2 separate regions of the Sus scrofa genome follow, and region 2 is linked to region 1. A link is a contact called in public HiChIP or PLAC-seq data. All regions are on one chromosome and are shown on one strand. The core of a region is the stretch at or near the end of the contact, and the rest is flanking DNA. Distances in the headings are between cores, read along the strand shown.

Region 1 (3,367 bases), core at 478-2,977:
TTGAAGAACGGGTTCAGGAAGGCTGCATATGGGCAGTGTGGTCAAAGAATGAATTCTGGGATTTCAAGATCCAGGAGGGTGAGCAAATGAGAGGCTGAGGAGTTGAAAAGGTCAAACATTTATGAAGTCCAGGTCCTCAAAGGAGAGTCAACAGGGGTTTAAAGGTGGAGAAGACAATCAGACAAGGGCTGAAGCCATCAAGAAAATGTGTGTATGGAGTTCCTCTTGTGGCTCAGTGGGTTAAGAACCTGACTACATCCATGAGGATGTGGGCTCAATCCCTGGCCCCGATCAGTGGGCTAAGAATCTGGCACAGGCCAGCAGCTGCAGCTCTAATTTGATCTCCAGTCTGGGAACTTTCATATGCCAGAGGTGCAGCCCCGAAAATAAAAGAAAAGAAAAAAAGTGTGTGTGTGTCTTTTCTGAAGAAAGGGAAGGGAAATTAGGATGAAGAAAAACTCGAGTCTGGTAAAATGGCCTGAACTTCAGCAGAACAGAGATTGCTTTGCAGGGGTAGGACAGCGGCTTGGAAATGAAAAACCGAATTTAGGAGTATTTCTGAGTGAAGGTTGGGAGAGAAGTGATGCCCTGGGAAGAAAGCTGGGTGTCCTTTAAGTTGAGATGTTGGAAGAGAATCCATGTAAAAAGGTGGAAGTCTGAGGAATCAGGTTTGAAAGGAATAGGTCTTGCCCAGGGTTCCTCTGCAGGGAGCTGCTGGGATAGGCAGGGTGGTGAGCATGGGATAAACCTGGGGAAGAATGAACTGAGTTGGAGACAAAGGAGGGTGTAGGAGGTGGCTGGGCTTGTTTGGAAGTCAGCTGGAGACCCACATGATCGAGTGGGTCCCCATTCCTTCTCTAGTACTGAGCGTGTCCTAATATCTACACGAATGAGCGCTGGTTGCATGAGGGGGCAGAACAGGAGTGGGTCATGGGAACCCTCAACTTCCCAGGGCTGAAGGGGGGCCTCACGGATCAGAGCTCTCTCTTCTCATCCTCTACAGTGAACCTCGAGACCCAGAGACGTTCAACTGCGTCTCCAAGGCCACAGGGCCAGTTCAGTAGCAAAGCCCGAAGGCGCCCCTTTCTTCTTCCCAACATCTTTTTGGCACACGCATTTTGGCCCTTTCAGCACTCGTGAGAGGCCAAGGGACGCATCCCTGGGTGAAGCGGAAATCCTGCTAGTGCCACGGGTCTCGGACACCGCCTCCGCGCCGCCTGCCACTCGCTGCACCCCCACGCCCCAGTGGCTGCAGAGGCTGCCACCAGATAAAGGGTGACGACAGCTGGGAGCACGCGCCGAGGCTGTGCGTCAGCCTGTGGCCACGGCTGATTTATTTTGGAACCGCCTGGTTGAACTAGTCACGTCGAGGGCGCTTCTCAAACCCACGGCCCGCTGAGCACATTGACAAACCAGCAAATCCCGGGACGCGGCCGCCCCGCCCCAGCATGGTAGGAGACCAGCCCTTTAGAGGCTGGGAGCGGCGCTTCTGCGAGGGCGAGGCCGAAAAGGGCGAGCATGGGGACGGATCTGGGCGCCCCGTCGCCCCCTAGTGACCCTGCTCCGCTCTAGGTCGCGAGAACAGTGGCGGCCACGGGATTGGCTCCCGCGAGACGGGCCCGTGCGGCGGGGCGGGGCGGGGCGCGACGGAACCGAGCGGCGTGTGGTGGGCGGGGCGTCCGTCGAAGGGGCGTGGCGCGGCGCCGCGTGCGGTGAGCGGGCGCGCAGGGCCGCCGCGGGAGGCAGGCGGGCGGTGTCTACGCCTGGAGGGGTGAGGATAGTGCGGGGGAGCCGTCAGAGCCGGGCCGGGCCCTCCTAGCCGGGCATTCTTGCCTGTAGAGGATGGCGACTGTCGCGGTCGGTGGGGAGGGATGAGGATGTGGGAGGAGCAGCCTGCGGCGGAAGCCGGGAGGACAGCGGGGGCGGGGTGTCTCCGGGGAACTAGGCTGGGCCTTCCTTGGGTGGAAAAGGCGAAGCGAGAGTCCCCTTGGGATCCCCACTCCGCCCCCAGCCGTGGTCCGGGTCGCCCTTGCACGGCCGAGCCCAATCTGCGAGTTGCTATAGGCAACTTGCCCCGCTTCACCTGGGACGTGCTGGTTAGAACACGGACAGCTTTACAGGCCTCCATCCCACTGAAGTGACCCCCATCTGCCTCCCCCCCGCCACCCAGAGCAGACCTGGGAGGCCACAGGAGGCCTCCTGACCGTTCACCCTGCCTTTTTACTATCAGGGTGAAGGCCCCCCACACAAGTTTCCCACCAGGCCCCGACATGCCTGTCCTTGTGAGGCAAAAACTTCAATGGGATCCTTCCTCTCCCTAAAGGTATGTAGAAATACAGGAGGGCACATCTTGCTTGCTATTTTGTGCTGTAGAAGTCAGATTTCAGCTCAGTTGTGGAGCAGCGAGGTTTCTCTGCTCCCGGGAGAGCTCTGACAATAGAGATCTTTGTTTTGGAATTTCTTCCTCACTCTGGAACCCCAGAATTCAGATGTCCAGCCAGAACAGCCATTAGGTTAAAATTTCCCATCAGTTGTCTTTCATTAAACTGGAAAAGCCTGGATAGTTATAAAATATAGGTTCCAGTGGATGATATCTGTTTTTTTCCTTTCCTCACTCAAAAAGCCTCGTGGCGGGGCAGCTGGTTCACCCATTCAAACGGAAGGATGAGATCAGTTCATAGGAACATGATGTGAATGGAAGCAGCCTGTCATTGTAAGTCTGGCCTTTGATTAGTCACCTGATGTCTTTCCTGGGGTGACATGACCTTGAGACAGTAAACTTCAACGGGGCTGATCTGTGTTATCAGCCGGCAGGGTTTGCATTAGTTCTCTTTTTGTTTCTTCCTGGACCTCTTTGAGTCACATTAGAAAGGATGAGTACTTTTCATGTGGCTGTAATGAGTCAATTCATAACATTGTTACTCTTCCCCAAATGACAGAAGGAAAGGGGGAATCAGGCCGTGTCTTATGGTTACCACTGGTTGTTATAAGAGGAGCAGGTTCCCTAAGGGATGGAGGAATGAATTTCATGATTTTCTCCTCTCTCTTTCAGAGACCCTCCCCAAGAAATGGGTTAGAAATGGGGAGAGCAAACAGTAGTTGGGTGTGATCACTCCAGGGCATTAGCAATCAATTGATCCGTCATTCCACTCTGGGGAGAAATGAGAGCTATATGTGGAGGAGAGGTAAAGTCACCAGTATGGAGCTGCATTTTATATTTGACTCCTTGTGTCTTTCTGGTAGATGCAAATAGTACGACACTCTGAACAGACACTAAAAACAGTTCTCATCTCAAAGAACCCAGCGCTGGTGGCACAGTACGAGAAGTTAGATGCTGGGGAACGGCGTTTGATGAACGAAGCCTTCC
Region 2 (3,367 bases), core at 501-3,000, 46 kb before region 1:
TGTACTAATAGAGTGTTTTCTCAGCTTCTTTGAAAATGTTCTCATCTGTAGTTCTTCCACACAAACTGTTCATACAGGCTAATTCTTTAGTCTCTGCACACTTGGCATTGATCCCTTAAGTAAACAACTACTGAGCAGTCCCTGGTAGTCCTTGCTTGGCTAACAAATAAGAAGCTCTTGGAAACTTGTTGGCTAGCAGTTGCAGTCTCGTTTTCATTTTTTCCTTTTGTGAAGAAATTCTGTGATGAACTATTCTATTTAAAATTGTGTAACTTTTCTGACTTGCTTTTCTGTAAGCTGGGATTATTTTGCAGAGTGCTTAGTCTGGTGGTGTTGATGTACACATATACTTTTAGTACAGCTGTAGGGTCATTGCATGATAAACACAGTGCTTTGCCACCTCGTTTGATGTCAGAATCATCCACATTCTGCTGTGCCTTGAAAGCGCAACACATAAAAGTTCTCTTTTTTGCTTCTTGTTTTGGTGGATGGGCACTAGTAATTAAAAAAAAAAAAAAGGCATGGTATTGCAGTACTGATGACACTTGAAACATTTTCAAGTTTTAACTGTGTCTGGGCAGTTTGTGGTTGCAAAGAGAAGAGAGCGCCACATGCACCGTGATGCCTGCTCTCCTGGCTGCTGTGGCCGGGAGGCAGCCATAGACAGAAGGCACATAAACAGATGAGCACAGCTCTGCTCCAGTGCAGCTTCATGGGCCACACAAGATGGGCAGAGGGCTGTGTTTGGCCTGCTGGTCACCTTTGGCCGACGCTTGGTCTCAAGTGTGTAAAATACGTAAAAGAAAGAATCCAGCGGCTCTCACCTAACCTTTCCTTCGGCCACGATGTGATGCACTACCGCTGTGGTACTTGCCTGTGCTTCTCCTGTAGTTCTGTGAGGTGGATCATTTTTAAAGCTCCTGTTACATATTGCCAAGTTGCTTTCTAGAATGTGTATGCCCTGCTTTTTAAACATCTGTATTTGATCCTTATCACTACAGACTTTAAAAATTTAGATAAGACTTTGAGGCTAACACCTCTACTCGATTGTACCTCTGTTGAGTAAGTAGAGTTGTCCCCTTCCTGTTGCTATAAAGCTGCCAGTGTTTGGGTATGTTCTTCTAAAAAAGCAGGTGATTTCTTCTAGTGTGTCTTTTGGCCATCTAGCTTAAATGCCACATCCTTTTAAACTAGTACATCCTAAATTCTGTTCTGTATATACTTTAGCCATTCAGAAGAGAATGTTGAATAAATCTGCCAGTTGTTTGGTAACTGGGCAAATAAACTGCCAGGTCTCCCTGTAACCACACATTTGCTTAATAGAAGTTACTTTCTAATTTGTGTTCTCAGTTTTTCTACTAACTTCAAACTCAGGGCCCCCACCCATTTTGTCTCTGCAAGCAAAGAATCTCTATAACACAAGACTCTTGTAAATGGGGACAACATTGAGGCCATTCCTAGTTGAGACACAGCTTAGTGAAGCTGACACAAAATATGGTTCATAGAGCTAATAGCATTTTTGAATTCAAAGGAACACTGGAGCTAATTCATTTCATCTATCATTTTATTTTATTCTTGAGTTAAATTCACCAGGTTCCCTGGCTTTGTTGATAGCAGAGCAAATCTTGTGACTAGAACTAGAACCTAGATCCGCTGGCTGCTCTGCCATTTTTTTGGCAAACCCAGATAGCCAAAGGCTAAAGAAATACTGCAAGATTTTCAGAGTGCCGTGCTGCTTTGTACCATTCAGGCTTACTACAATACATTACCTAGAGGGTGGTCTCAGTATTTCAAACAAAGAAGAAAGAACTAAGGGATAACGTAAGACATCTTAAATTTTTAAAGTCCTAAGTGTGAAATAGCTTTTCTTTGAAATTTTATTCCCTTCAGTAGCATAAAACATACTGAGGAAAGTTATAATGGAGCTTCAAGTCATAACCAACAAAGAGTGAGTCTTAAACCCATGATATTTCTTGTCCGATACATGAAATTATTTACTTTTGTATTAGGCAGGAGACTAAGCAACATAACTTGAATAATGAGTCACAACAAAAGTGAATTTAAGATTAATAGGCATGTAGATATAAGGAAAGGAGAAGTTAAGTTTAAATCAGTTGTACAAACTGAAATTGTTGCTTAGGGCAGAACTTTGGTGATTATCCATTGAACCACGGAACTTCCTCTTTTACTGACAGTTAAATTGAGGCCTGGAGAAGTTTAGAGACTTGCCAGATCCCGTAGTTCCAGCAAAAGGACTATAATTCACCTTCACGTGAAGATCAGACAACTGGGAGGCTTTGGATCCCTTCTGAAACGGTTAGAGAAAAGTGTGTGAGGGAGTCTTCCCCTAGTAAATCACGCTTCACCCCACGCTTGGAGAGGCCGAGAGGAGGCTGCCAGGTGCCAGTTACTGAGCTAGGTATCGGATTTGCATAAAGGCACTAAAGCTCAAACAAAAGGCCGTGTCAGAAGCTCTTGGTTACTGAGAACAGAGATAGCAGTATTCATTTTCTGTGTCCTTCATGGTTCAGTTGCAAATAAGACACATTTTGTTTTTTTCAATTTGGAATTTTGTTGTTGTTGTTAGACTGTAAAAAGCCTTTTCTCTTGTTTTGCTTTGTTTTCCAGGTCTTTAAAGCTACTGTAAGAAATTTCTCCTAAATTTTACCTAATTCAGAAAAGTATTCATCCTTTTGTAACAGATGTGTGTTCACATATGCACGTGTATGTTTGTGTGTGTGTGCTTAAAATTGTTTTGTTTCAGAATAGGTTTATTTGGGGGAGCTTGATCTTTTAACAATAAGAGGCTTCAGTTTATAGCCACATGCATTGGAAGATTTTTAAGATTATTCTTATATCTCCCACATTCAGTTTTCTCACTAATAGAAAGATCAGTGGTATCACCTATGATAAAAAATGATGAGTTAACAACATCGTTTTTGTTTTGTTTTGTTTTGTTTTGGGGCAGGGGTGAGTACTTGGCATGTGGAAGTTCCCAGGCCAAGGATCGAACACAAGCCACAGCAGTGACAATTCTGAATCCTTAACCACTAGGCCACCAAGGGACTTCCACCATGGGTCTTTTTGTTTGTTTGTTTATTTTGACTCGGGAGTTATTTTAAACCAAAATGTCTTTTTCAAGTGTTTAAGTCCTTGAATAGATACTGGCCGAGTGTTAGGGGAGAAAGTATGGTTGGTTGGTGGTAGGGCACCTTATTTAGGACTTAAAATTTAGAGATAATCCACACACTCAGCTGTGTAAAAATGAATCAGTAGTTTTATTTAGATTTTATACAGTTTCAAGTGCACAGAGGACCTTGTAAATTATACTCATGAAACTTTCTTCAGTAGAAATTGAAACTTAATA

The links. HiChIP or PLAC-seq counts read pairs in DNA pulled down with a chosen protein or histone mark.
Region 2: an H3K27ac HiChIP or PLAC-seq map of alveolar macrophages shows a contact between it and region 1. The contact joins the enhancer-like site here to the promoter of AMZ2 in region 1. A contact is called at or near these places in 4 of 47 Hi-C or Micro-C datasets (adipose tissue, blood, fetal liver and 1 more) and 2 of 2 datasets of contacts at active chromatin or transcription factors (alveolar macrophages and skeletal muscle).

The regions. Positions count from the first base shown.
Region 1 is chr12:11,893,371-11,896,737 of Sscrofa11.1, reverse strand. AMZ2 (archaelysin family metallopeptidase 2) reads left to right here and starts at 1,727. Exons shown (of 9, transcript NM_001243604.1): 1 at 1,727-1,771; 2 at 2,231-2,323; 3 at 2,624-2,713; 4 at 3,244-3,367. The coding sequence starts at 3,244.
Region 2 is chr12:11,939,449-11,942,815 of Sscrofa11.1, reverse strand. All of the region lies in intron 2 of GNA13 (guanine nucleotide-binding protein subunit alpha-13), which reads left to right. Among named protein-coding and RNA genes, the nearest start is that of GNA13, 26 kb to the left of the region's middle. Within about 2 kb of position 1,750, at least 21 of the 83 cell types and tissues checked have an H3K27ac peak or open chromatin away from gene starts, as enhancers often do. A contact at or near this core is called in adipose tissue, alveolar macrophages and retroperitoneal adipose tissue, where this site is marked.